2 separate regions of the Arabidopsis thaliana genome follow, and region 1 is linked to region 2. Evidence: chromatin contacts called from public ChIA-PET data. All regions are on one chromosome and are shown on one strand. Each heading gives the region's core, a stretch centred on a gene start, on an enhancer-like site or on the middle of the called end of the contact. The rest is flanking DNA. Distances are from core to core; before and after follow the strand shown.

Region 1 (6,471 bases), core at 1,496-3,995, 59 kb before region 2:
CATCTCTCGAAGTTGTAGAAGACCCAATGACCGTGCCAAACGTGAACTCATTTGGCCTTATGCCTAAACACAACAACCTTTTGAAGGCTTGACTTGCTTCCACATGTCTGCTTTCCTTCACAAAGCGACCAATCACCGCTGTAGCAGAAATGACATCTAACTCAGGAATTTCGTCGAACACCTTATGTGCATTACGTATCAGATCCGAATCAATATGTTTAACCAACTCGGGGATAGAATTTGGTGATTTGGTAACAAGGGCATTTGCAGAAGAGTGATATTTTCGTAAAAGGATTACTCTTTGAGATAAAATCATATGCAACATTCCTCGTCGTGAACCCAGGAACTGGGAGAGAGAACAAAAACAAGCAAACGAAGATGAATTCTCTAACCTTTGATTCCAAATTCACTCTTGGTTTAGTTTGGGTTTTCTCATACCAATCTCTTTGTTTTTTTATTCAATTTGATTCGGTTCGGTTAATTTACTTCTAATAAATTCCAATCAATATTGGTTCGGTTTGGTTTAGATTTTATTCAAATTTATTTGGTTTGTTCGAATCAGTTTCGGTTTAGCTCTGGTTTTATTCAAAATAGTTTGGGTTTTGCTCTCTTTGTTTTGTGATTCAATTTGATTCGGTTCGGTTAATTTAGTTTTAATAAATTCCAATCAAAATTGGTTCGGATTGGTTTAGAGTTTACTCAAAAATGGTTTGGTTTATTCAAATCAATTACGTTTTAGTTCTGGTTTTCTAAAAAAGTTCATGAGCACTCTATTTTACTCTAACCAGTTAGTCATAGACTCAATAAAACTTGCATCTTATAAAAAATTATATAAGATCTGATTCATAATAATTTAGTTAGAAGAAATTTGAGGAACAATAGTAACGGAAGCAAAATGTTAAAAATTCACCAAATAACTAAAATACAAAATTGCAACAGATGGTTCAAAAAATAGTTATCTTTCAAAGAATTTTTAAAGACGAGCTAATAAAAGAATAGAGACTTGGTTTAAGCCTTTCTTGCAGCACGACCAAAATACTTGGCCTTTTCCTCGCTGGTCTGGAAGTGACCATGTCCCCCCTTCGATGAGGTATCGACGAACTTGAGATTAATCACCTCCATCGCAAGACGAGAAGTCTGCCTTAGCAGTGACTGACGAAGAGTCACAACTCTCTTCTTTGGACCCATGCAGCAACCCTTAATCATCAAGTAGTCATCCTTCACTATACCGTAATGTGCGAATCCTCCCATTGGAGTTATTTCCTTCTCAGTCCTAAGTTTGAAAAAAAGACATACCCTTTCCTCTGTGACGATTAGCTCTCTTCCTTGGTAAGAAACCAAGAGAACCATGTCTTGGATGCTCAAACTTCCTGTGAGACATTCTTCTTCTCCTCCTAATTCGTTTCAATAAACAGTAAATTTGAAATCAAGCTCTAATCAAAATAACTCTGAATCAGTTCTCTATTGATTCGACTAAGATTCTAACTAAGTCTGAATCGTAAAATCTTTGAAAATGGAGGTGGAGGAAGAGAGAAGAAGAAGAACCTGAAACTCCGATGAGCCCTGCGGCGTAAGACTCTGACGAGAAGTGAGGAATAAAAAACCTATTTACGTTCCTTTTATACAAAACCTTAAACACGTTTTTGAACATTTTTAAAATGTGAACCCATTTTCCTTATTGGGCTTCACAAAAGCCCAAATCAATGGAAATTAGGGTAAATAATTGTGCCCTATATAATGTCATCTTCATCTCTCAGCTTCCGTCTTCTATACCATACTCCAAATCTCGTTTTTGTTCAGTTCTTAATTTCAGTCTGCACTTTTTTTTCTTAGGTTTGAAGAGATTGATGAAATCAAATACATCGATCGCTAGTGTCTTGAAGACGCGATGAGCGTCGATTTTCCACACGAGATTTCTGACTCTTGATCTGTTTTTTTCTTTTTCGTCATAAAAAAAAATTGATTTGATTTCTTTGGTGGACATTAGATAGTATCATCCCTTTTATAATAAACAGTGACAAAAAAAGTTGGGGAAAAAAAAAAAATATAGTATCATCCCCAGCATGTTATTTTTAAAAATAAATTTAGTACATAACAAAATGTTTACGGATGTTAAAAATAGTATTTGGATCAAATATTAATCATAATCATGACAAGAAACACTTGAACCCCACAAATTATAAGCATAAACAAAACAACTCAAGATCTTTAAACGAAAACAAACAAAACGAAAATCTGTGACAGTGTATTCTTCTACTTTTTCTTAAACCAATTCAATCGAGTGTTTTAAGACCATTTTGTCTGTCCTATGACGTATGTTCTGTTCTGTTTCGCTTAGTTTTACGGTTTCTTATGGTTTTGAGCTCATATGATTTTGTTCTGAACCCTTGAATTCTCTAATAATGAAAGCAAATTATGTAGATATGAGTTTGTTCTGTCTAATTATCTTAGTAATGATGTTGTCTTAAAGAGTTCGTGTTTGATGCTTTCCTTAGGTGTGTTTGGTCTAGGTAACAAGTAATGAAATGAGTTTGTGTTTGATGCTTTTATTAGATGAGTTTGGTCTAATTATTTTAATGCTTTTACTAGAATCCAAAATATTTATAATTTATCATTTTAAAAGTATGATTTATTTCTCTTAAAGAAATCCATGCATGACTCTACCATTAAATAATAAAAAATATAAGAATTCAACACAAACTCTAAACTTTGAATTGTTCAAATTTATAATTAAAGAAAAAAAATAGAGTCACTTTATCATTGAAAATTGTCTTAGGGGTATAAATTAGTTTAAGCAACTAAACCTTGTAGTTTAATTGTTCCAAAACTATAAGCTAACTAATTTTGATATCAAGTAAAGAAATTCCCACTTCATAGCAGAAATTTTCAAGCATTTTACACATACTTCGTAACCACCAATATCGTCAAGACACGTGTACAACCTGCGTAGACTTTCTCCAGCAACAATCGTTGACTTGTCTTATCTACGACTACGACTCAATCAAAACCTTACACTTCCTCCTCCGTCACTATCAATGGCGGATCATCTCTTACTCTCTCTTTCTCAATCTCTCTCTCTCAATCTCATACTGATCCCAAACACTATCCATGGATTACCAAATCTCACTAATCCTAGCCACCAGCATAAGCTCCATCTTCCTCTTGCTTATCGTCTTCACCGTCGTTATGATCGTATGTCGCCGTCGTCCTCCAATCCAAAACCATCCTCGCCGGAATCGTAACTTCCCCGACCCCGATCCCGATCTAAACACGGAAACAGTAACCGAAAGCTTCGATCCATCAATCTGTGAAATATCCATGGCGGAACTCACTATAGCAACTAAAAACTTCTCATCGGATCTTATCGTCGGCGACGGAAGTTTCGGTCTCGTTTATCGAGCTCAGCTCTCAAACGGCGTCGTAGTCGCCGTTAAAAAGCTCGATCACGACGCTTTACAAGGATTCCGAGAATTCGCAGCCGAAATGGACACTCTAGGTCGTCTCAATCACCCAAACATAGTTAGGATCCTCGGTTATTGCATCTCGGGATCAGATCGGATTCTTATCTACGAGTTCTTAGAGAAAAGTAGTCTTGACTATTGGTTACACGAGACTGACGAAGAGAACAGTCCATTGACTTGGTCAACGCGCGTGAATATCACGCGCGATGTGGCCAAGGGTTTAGCTTATCTGCATGGTTTACCGAAACCAATTATACATAGAGATATCAAATCGAGTAATGTGCTGTTGGATTCGGATTTCGTGGCGCATATTGCGGATTTCGGATTGGCGCGAAGGATCGATGCGTCGAGGTCGCATGTGTCGACGCAAGTGGCGGGGACGATGGGGTACATGCCACCGGAGTATTGGGAAGGGAATACCGCGGCGACGGTTAAAGCTGATGTTTATAGTTTTGGTGTATTGATGTTGGAATTGGCGACGCGGAGACGGCCGAATTTAACGGTTGTTGTGGATGAGAAGGAAGTTGGGTTGGCTCAATGGGCTGTGATCATGGTGGAGCAAAATCGGTGTTATGAAATGTTGGATTTTGGAGGTGTTTGTGGTAGTGAGAAGGGAGTGGAAGAGTATTTTAGGATTGCTTGTCTTTGTATTAAAGAGTCGACTAGAGAAAGGCCTACTATGGTTCAAGTGGTGGAGTTATTGGAGGAGTTATGTCGATTTATGTAGTCATATTAATCCAATAGGTAAATGTAATTAGTCTTTTTTATCACACAAGTGAAGTTCGTTACATATTGTAATAATTGGGTAAAATATTCGGACCAAAAGAAGTTACAAAATAAGTTTCTATGTTCTGCTTATTTACGTTTTAGTTTTAGAGATTTATGTATTAGGAACTAGAGTGTTTTGTTTTTTGACTTTACGTCTATGTGCTAAACATCGGCTGAGATAATTAACTTTTAGGATCTTCTGTCAATCTTTAAAATTCTATTGATTTTTGAATGATTGCAAAGAAAACAAAACTTGAAGTGATTCTATCAATTTTAGGTTTCATTTAAAATCATTAGAATTGAGGATTTAGAAAAGGTAAAAAGGCATTTGGAACTGTTTAGTGTTTACCATGACAGATGAAGGAGCACACACACGTACTGTTGCAGTAAAGTGAATAAAAGAAGTTATTCTAAACATGAGAGATTCGTGAGCTTTATTTTATCGTGCCATACAAATATACAATCATACTTTAACCATTGTTCTCTGCTATGAGATAAGAGATGCTTCTTTCTTTCTTTCTGCAAGCATTTTATTTAATTTGGACTCCAAAAATAAAATTAAACACCTTGATTAGACTGTTTAAGAAGAATTCAGATTAATTATCAAGACTTGTTTTCAGAAAAGTATAAAATGAATGTTTTCAGGAAAAAAATATAAATGATTTTATTTTTTTTGGTAAAATATATAAATGAATAATGATAAATAAGGAAAGATACTACAATTAACATATATATACTCATACAATCATACGATGCTTCTTGGGCCTAGGTTAGCGAAAACCATGAATAAGATTGATTAATTAGGTCAAACTTTATCGTACGATACATTATTTAAGAGTCTCACCGATTTTGTGTTCATATCTCTCATCAGATAAGAAAATACAAATACGATCATGAATGGAGAAGAAAACTCAGATTCCATCCCTATCGATCTCATTCTTGAGATACTCTCGAGATTGCCTGCAAAGTCAATCACTAGGTTTCATTGCGTCTCAAAGCTATGGGGTTCCATGCTTTGCCGTCCATATTTCAACGAGTTGTTCTTGACCATATCGTCAGCTCGTCCACGTCTCTTATTTGCCTTTTCAAAACACGGTGAGTGGAGGTTTTTCTCGTCGCCTCAGCCTCAGAATCCATATGGGAAGTCATCTTTTGTAGCAACTGCGGATTTTCATACGAAGTTCTCTCAAAACCTAAACATTTGTAACTATACTTCTGGTTTGGTATATTTCTCTGCTATGTGGATCACAAAGGCAGATGTCATATGTAACCCTAGCACGGGACATTATGCGATGTTACCTAAATTGTTGTTGACGTATGGAGAGACGAGAAGCTTTTTTTTGTTTGATCCGGTTGGCAAGCAATTCAAGGTATTGCTCATGAATAAGATAAACAATAATGAAACAAAGGACATTCATATTTTGACATTGGGAACTAGAAAAGTGAGATGGAGGAAGATCCAACAATGCCCCTTGATCCATATTGTTTCGCATGAATGGATATGCATCAATGGGGCTTTGTATTACATAGCTTATAACATTGATGATTTCTTGGGGTATATAGTTTGCTTTGATGTCAGGTCCGAGAAATTCAAATGTCTAAATCTAAACCAAGACTGTTTTTCTGAACGATCTACTAAATTGATATACTATAAAGGTAAATTAGGTGTGGTTAATTTGAAGTATGCTCATGGCGGTGGATTTCCCCTTAAGTTATGTATGTGGGTTCTAGAGGATGTGGAGAAACAGGAATGGACAACATCTGTGTACACTTTGAGGGATGAGGATAGAGTCGTTAAGGTTTACTACGATCTTTTTATTGTTGGGATAACTGCTACAGGTGAAATTGTTTTGGCGAAGAAAAAGGTATGTAAGCCGTTTTATGTCTTCTACTTTAATCTCGAAAGGAACACTCTCCTAAGTGTTGAAATCCAAGGTTTTGGAGAATACCAAAGCTGTTGTAGTGTTCACGCCTTTGTAGACCATGTAGAGGATCTTAATGTTTACGCCTTTGTAGAACATATGAAGAAAACATATGAATATGATGCAACATCAATAAGCCCATCAGAACAGAAGCTTTAACCCACCTAGAGATGATCATCAAGTGAAGCTCGGTGCTCACCTGGAACAAGTGCTAGCAAATTCAATGCATTGGGTCTTTTTGATGATGGTTAATTTACTGATGCTTCCCTTGCAAGTTTTCTTCATAATATTGCAGTACATTTTTGTTTTATTCAAATCAC
Region 2 (5,951 bases), core at 2,313-4,812:
TCAACTTTAGGTATTTGGCACATGGTACAGCTACAGATTATATCTATGATGTTGTAAAGGCACCCATGGCATTCACCTTTGAGGTTTGTGTGACTGAAGTTACCTACTCTCGACACTTTCATGAAAACCTGTGTCACATATTCTTATAACCGTTGCTATCATTGCCAGATCTATGGGGACAACCAAACTGCTTCAAGAGATTGCTTTAAAATGTTCAACCCTGTTGATCTACCCAATTTCAAGGTACTATGTTTTTGAATTGTATCAATTTCTTTCGAATATATACCCATAAAAAGGAAAATAAAACTCACAACTTGGCTCGCTGCTGTTACTCAGAGAGTTCTTAATGACTGGTCTGCTGCATTCTTCACGATTTTCCAACTGGGACCGCTCCACTTAGACGGAAACACTTCCAAAGCTGCAGACAAATGGGTGTCTATAGACGAGTATTTGGATGGCTACTTGGTGGAAAGGAAGAACAGATATGGGAAAAACATGGAAGTGATCGATGTCGGAATGCAAGAGATAAAAACTTACTTCAGGCTCTTCTTGTTGTCTTCAGTACTTCTGATGTTCATGTTCTGTTCCAGGATAGCGAAGAGCAAGTATAGTAGAAACTCCATGCCTGTCTTGCCATGAAACTAATGGAGGAAGCTCTCATTTAATTAACCCTTGTAAGTTAGTAATTCTTTTGGTTGCGAAACTTGTATTCCTCATTTTAGAAATGTTGTGTCTCATGAAAAGACAACATAATTCTTTGGATTTGTGATATATTCTTAAGTAAAGGAGCTTTGGTTTATAACTTCCTACATGATCTCTGTAGTACAGACAGTAACCGTATCCAATTTGGTCAACACACTTATATATTTGTACAGGTTGAATCTTTACATAGACAGAGAATGTGCGGATTTGTATGAAAGACTTCCTCTTGTGATGTGTGGTTTGTGTCGTTTACATATCGGTCCTGAGCTTGCGAGACGATATCAGAAGCTCGAGAAATATTTGATCACTTTAGCTCAAGATAAAACCTTTGCATTGTTTCCCTATGTTTCTATGAGGCTCTTAACGTCTGCTTCATGTATCTTAGAGCTGACCGTAACATGGATCTAGCTTTTCTATCTGGTTTGCATCCTGACATGATCATCTCCTCGTAAACAACCGGTACCTGTAAAACCATCACATCTCAAAAGGTCAATCCTACTTACAGGTATTCCCCTATCAACCATAATCAATGATGCATACCTTCTGAAACTTATCAACACGAATGAGAGCTTTCATGAGTGTTGTGTAAGTGACCACGTCTGGTTTTACGCCCTGCAAATGTTTTGTGAGAGATGATGGTTGGTCAGTAAGTAGTTCTTTAAGATGTGTTCAAGGTTTTAGCCAAGAGAAGTTATTACATTTTCTTTCATGTACTGTAACACGGCAAAGGCTTCAGCGTCTCTTCTATCCTCACCAAAGGCATTGATGAGCGAATTGAGAGCCAATAAACTCGGCTTTAGTCCATCCGATGTCATCACTCTAAATGCATTCACAGCTTGTTCCGATAAACCCTGGCAAGAAAGAATCATTCAACTATCAGTATCAAATGATAATTCTCTTAGGGATCTGTAACTGATACTATTAACAGTCATGGTACCCTTTGTGCATATGCATTGATGAGGGCATTGTACATGGTCGATGATGGTTTCAACCCAACCGACTTCATCTCTTCCAAGCACTCTATCGCATCATTAAACCTACCCGATTTGCCATAAACGTCGACAAGTGTAGTGTGTGTCACAACATTAGGCAGGATACCTTGGCTCTTCATCTTTCCCAACAATCTTTTCATATCATCCCATCTTTCTTGATCACCATAACTATTGATCATAATGTTATAAGTTGTAGCACAAGGCAAACACCCTCGCCTCTCCATCGCCTCGAACATCTCTTCCGCTACGATATGCCGACCATGCTTACAATGACAATCAATAAGCGTATTCCAAGTCACCCTATCTGGTTCAATACCTTCGCTTAACATTCTATCGAAAGTCGTCATGGCATGATCAAGACAATTAAACTTCCCAAAGGTATCGATCACCACGTTATAAAACTGTCTATCGGGCTTAACACCGATACTCTTCATCTCTTTAAGAACTTGAAATGTCTTCTGCCATTCACCTCTATCGCGAAAACCAGCTAAGAGTCTACTGAAAACAAAAGAATTAGGCTGTACATCACCAGCTTCCATCTCTTTCAACACAATTCTCGCACTTTCCCATCTACCTGCATTAACATACGCATCGATAAGCAGACTATACGTATGTTCATCAGGCGAAACACCTCGCTTCTCCATCTCAGAAACCATTGACTCTGCGTCTTTCAAAGGACCCGTCTTCACATACCCTTTAAGCAACGCATTGTAAGCTCTCGTTCTAGGCTTAATCCCACTCTGTCTCAACTCCTCAAACAAAGCTTCAGCCTCCAAAGTCCTCCCTGAATCCGCCAACGCAGAGATAATCGATACAAGAGTAGCGGTTTTCGCACTCAAACCCGTCGCTTGAGCCATACCAAGAAGCTGCAAAGCCTTAGAAGGATCACCAGACTTAGCAAAACCCATAATAATATCATTAACTAACTGCACATCAAGCTCAAGCTTATCTCTTTCAATCTCTTTATACAATCTCAACAACATAACAGAATCAATCTTATTGCTACGAGTCAACGACTGAATAACCAAACTATAGTTAACAAAATCGGATTGATAACCGTCTTGACGCATCTTAGCGATCAAATTAAGAGCTTTTTCGATATCGTTGTTCCGAGCACAAGCACCAATCAAGGCATTGTATGTCAATGGTGTTAACGTTTGTTTCTGAGAGAGAAGAAACGCCTCGTAAAGCTTCTCGGAACGGCCAAGCGCGTGGATGAGAATCGAGTAAAGAAGCTCGTAGGAGAAACAGAGGTTATGTTTTTGTAGCCATGACACTACAGCGTAAGCTAAACCAAGAGATGATGTTGATGAGGTTAACGATTTTATCAGAGAGTGCCAGTATGGTGCTGGTACTGCTCTGTATGACTCGACGAGATCGAACTCTACCGGATTAAGCGATTCCGGTGAAGCTTCTGATTCCGATTCCGAATCTAGAGCTAACTCGACTGGTCCGAATCTTGAGAGGAATTTTAGGAGTGGAGAGAAGTCGTAGCGACGGTGAACCTCGGAGGAGAATTCATTGTCTTCTTCTTCATTTGTATCTAAACCATTCCATGAGGAGAAGTAAGAAGAAGAAGAAGATGGAGATGGTGAAGGTAAAGAAGCAGAGGTTGTTGCAGAGAAAGCTGAGATTGGTGGTTGGAAGAAGCGGTGGTGGTGGTGGTGGTGGTGAGTGAGGAAGTAGAGAGAGTGAAATCTAGTTGAAACCAGTGGTGGTTGTTGCAAGAGAAGCATAGTCTTCTTCTTCTTTTTCGTGCTCTTCTCCAATGGCGTTCGTAAGCTTTTTTTTTTTTTTTTTAATTATCGTTTTCTTTAGCTGTTTCGTTTGTGGTTGTTGTTATTGTTTCATTCTATCTCTAGTTCAGTAATTTCTGCAATTTTTGTTTATTTCCTTTTTGAGCACACACGCCAACTTCTCAGAGGATAATAATTTATGTGTTTAAAATTTGTAATGGTAAAACCGATTAAGTGATTGTAAGAGTTAACCATATTGTATATTCTACACGGGTTGATCAATATCTTTCCCTTGTTCTGATCCTATGTAACTACATCTTTTGTTCCGAGAAAATTGATTTTATAGTTTTTTTGTTTTCTTTTCTTTTTTCTTGATTTTATAGAGTTATTACATATATTTAAAAATAATTCTTGTTTAATTATTTAATAATTTTCATTTTATATATGAAATATTTTTTTATAATTTTAAACCAATGAATTTTTAGATATTTTTACTTTTTAATGACATTATGATATTTATGTTTTTAAAAAAAAAATTAACGATGAAAAGTTAATCCTATAATTTATATTGATGTTATACTTAATTTATACAAAAATTGAAAGGTTTAAATAAAATCTTGTTTTTTTTTAAAACGTCGTCGATCTGTTTTGAAAACGTTGCAATTTTTGTTAATCCAATTTATGGAAACATGTTAAAGCGTTTTAAATCAACGTTTAAATTTTCTTTAATGTTAGCTAAATGAGATTTTTTTTTTCAAACTTACGAATTATTACTTTTAAACCTGTGATACGGTTCAAAGTAAGTGGATATACACAAGAAGTCAAATAGCTCCCGTATTTTCATACAACAACACCATCTTTCTTGAAAAAATAGACCATATTTTTCGAGGTGATCTCTCGTTAGTATCCGTCAAGCTTTCATCTTTATGTTAGCACTTTTTTTCTTGGTTCAACTTCAATTTTCCTCTAGATTGTTCTAGTTGTTTTGATTTGTCTCAAGTCGATGTTAAAGTTTACATGTTTTCCTATCCGGAGTTGATATGGCGGTGAATGATAGTTGGTTCGATTTGATGGTGTTCTTGTTCGTGAGACAGATTTTTTTCGAGTAGTTAAGCTTCGCTCCTTGTCTTTGATTTGCATATTTGGTAGTGATTTGATAGCGTTTTGTAGAATTTTATTTAGACGTAAATTGGTGGCATATTTATTGTAATTTTACATATCAGATTATGAGTTTGAATGGTAACACAATACAGCTTTATATAATTTTGTACAACTTTCACAGTTACCAATAACAAAAACTTTATTAAAAGTGTTATAAAAAGTTTACTCTCAGCTTTTTTGTACAACTCTTTCTAACAGCTTTGCACTATTCAAATAAAGCTAACAGCTAAAAAACTTGTACAGCTTTTGGTTACCAATCAGACACTATGTAAATTTTTGGTTTTTGCTTTTGTTACTTTTGAGAGGTCGGCTCTTTTCTTGATAGGATAAAATTGTTGTTATTTTTGAGTTTGCTAGCATCAATAATCACAATTAAGATGTATCTTATTTTGAGAGGTCGGCTCTTTCTTTGATAGGATAAAATTGTTGTTATTTTTAAGTTTGCTGAGAGAATTCAAGATGATAAAAAAATTAAAAAAATCACAATCACAAGGTTTTAATAATAAGGTTTCAAATATAAACTTTTTTTTTTTTGCACAAACTTTCAAATATAAACAAAAAAATAATTTTAATACAAAGTCTATATATGGAGAAAATAGGAAGCCAAAATTGATAATTCACAAAATTAAAGTAAAATCTATTAGCCGACAAAAAAAAAGGTAAAATCTATTAAAATATAGATAAGGTTCTAGAAATTAAATAAATCTATTACCAATTCTCAAACCGACATAAGTACGACCAAAAAAAAGTTTATAAATAAAAGTCACAACGAGCCTTAACGCGTAGAATCTTCCCGTACTTTACTTTTCCGGAGGAATAGAAAATTGGGGGCTAGGGTTCGCAATTGTAGTTTTCGAGCGAAGAAGATGATCGAGGTGGTTCTCAACGATCGTTTAGGGAAAAAAGTTAGGGTGAAGTGTAACGATGATGACACGATCGGTGATCTGAAGAAGCTTGTCGCGGCACAAACCGGAACACGAGCCGAGAAGATCAGAATTCAGAAGTGGTACAACATCTACAAGGATCACATCACTCTCAAGGACTATGAGATCCATGACGGCATGGGTCTTGAGCTTTACTACAACTAGGTTTTACATCTTTCTTATTGTTTGCGATTACGATTGATTATCTTTCGGTTTTTGTGGTATGTGATTTGTTTGAGTATGGAGCTTTATTTTTGGCTTAAGATTTTGATTTTTCTGAAGATTTTGCGGAATTGAGATGTTGTTGTTAGTTGTGGACCCTGTGATTGCAGAATTTGGAGATTTAATTGGAATTTTGGAACCTTGAAAAGCCATTGTTATTAAAAACTGAAGCTTGTTATTGTTTGATTTTGTAGTAAGTAAACCCTTAAGGAGAA

What was found. ChIA-PET counts read pairs in DNA pulled down with a chosen protein or histone mark.
Region 1: an H3K4me3 ChIA-PET map of shoot shows a contact between it and region 2, with 10 read pairs. The contact joins the promoter of AT5G42440 here to the promoter of AT5G42310 in region 2. A contact is called at or near these places in 1 of 26 Hi-C or Micro-C datasets (seed embryo) and 1 of 2 datasets of contacts at active chromatin or transcription factors (shoot).

What each region holds. Positions count from the first base shown.
Region 1 is chr5:16,971,151-16,977,621 of TAIR10.1, reverse strand. It overlaps AT5G42440 (Protein kinase superfamily protein), which reads left to right and starts at 2,745. Exons shown (of 1, transcript NM_123609.4): 1 at 2,745-4,420. The coding sequence starts at 3,109. The coding sequence ends at 4,188. AT5G06305 (a small nucleolar RNA gene) reads left to right here and starts at 1,840; the gene lies at 1,840-1,923. It overlaps AT5G42430 (F-box and associated interaction domains-containing protein), which reads left to right and starts at 5,123. Exons shown (of 1, transcript NM_123608.1): 1 at 5,123-6,310. The coding sequence starts at 5,123. The coding sequence ends at 6,310. It overlaps AT5G42450 (Pentatricopeptide repeat (PPR) superfamily protein), which reads right to left and starts at 410. Exons shown (of 2, transcript NM_001344452.1): 1 at 1-410. The coding sequence starts at 325. It also overlaps the pseudogene AT5G42445.
Region 2 is chr5:16,913,339-16,919,289 of TAIR10.1, reverse strand. It overlaps AT5G42310 (Pentatricopeptide repeat (PPR-like) superfamily protein), which reads right to left and starts at 3,562. Exons shown (of 4, transcript NM_123596.4): 1 at 1,640-3,562; 2 at 1,401-1,553; 3 at 1,243-1,314; 4 at 721-1,165. The coding sequence starts at 3,430. The coding sequence ends at 1,052. It overlaps UBL5 (ubiquitin-like protein 5), which reads left to right and starts at 5,299. Exons shown (of 2, transcript NM_123595.4): 1 at 5,299-5,679. The coding sequence starts at 5,458. The coding sequence ends at 5,679. AT5G42320 (Zn-dependent exopeptidases superfamily protein) reads left to right here. Exons shown (of 11, transcript NM_001344442.1): 9 at 11-83; 10 at 169-243; 11 at 337-639. The coding sequence ends at 639.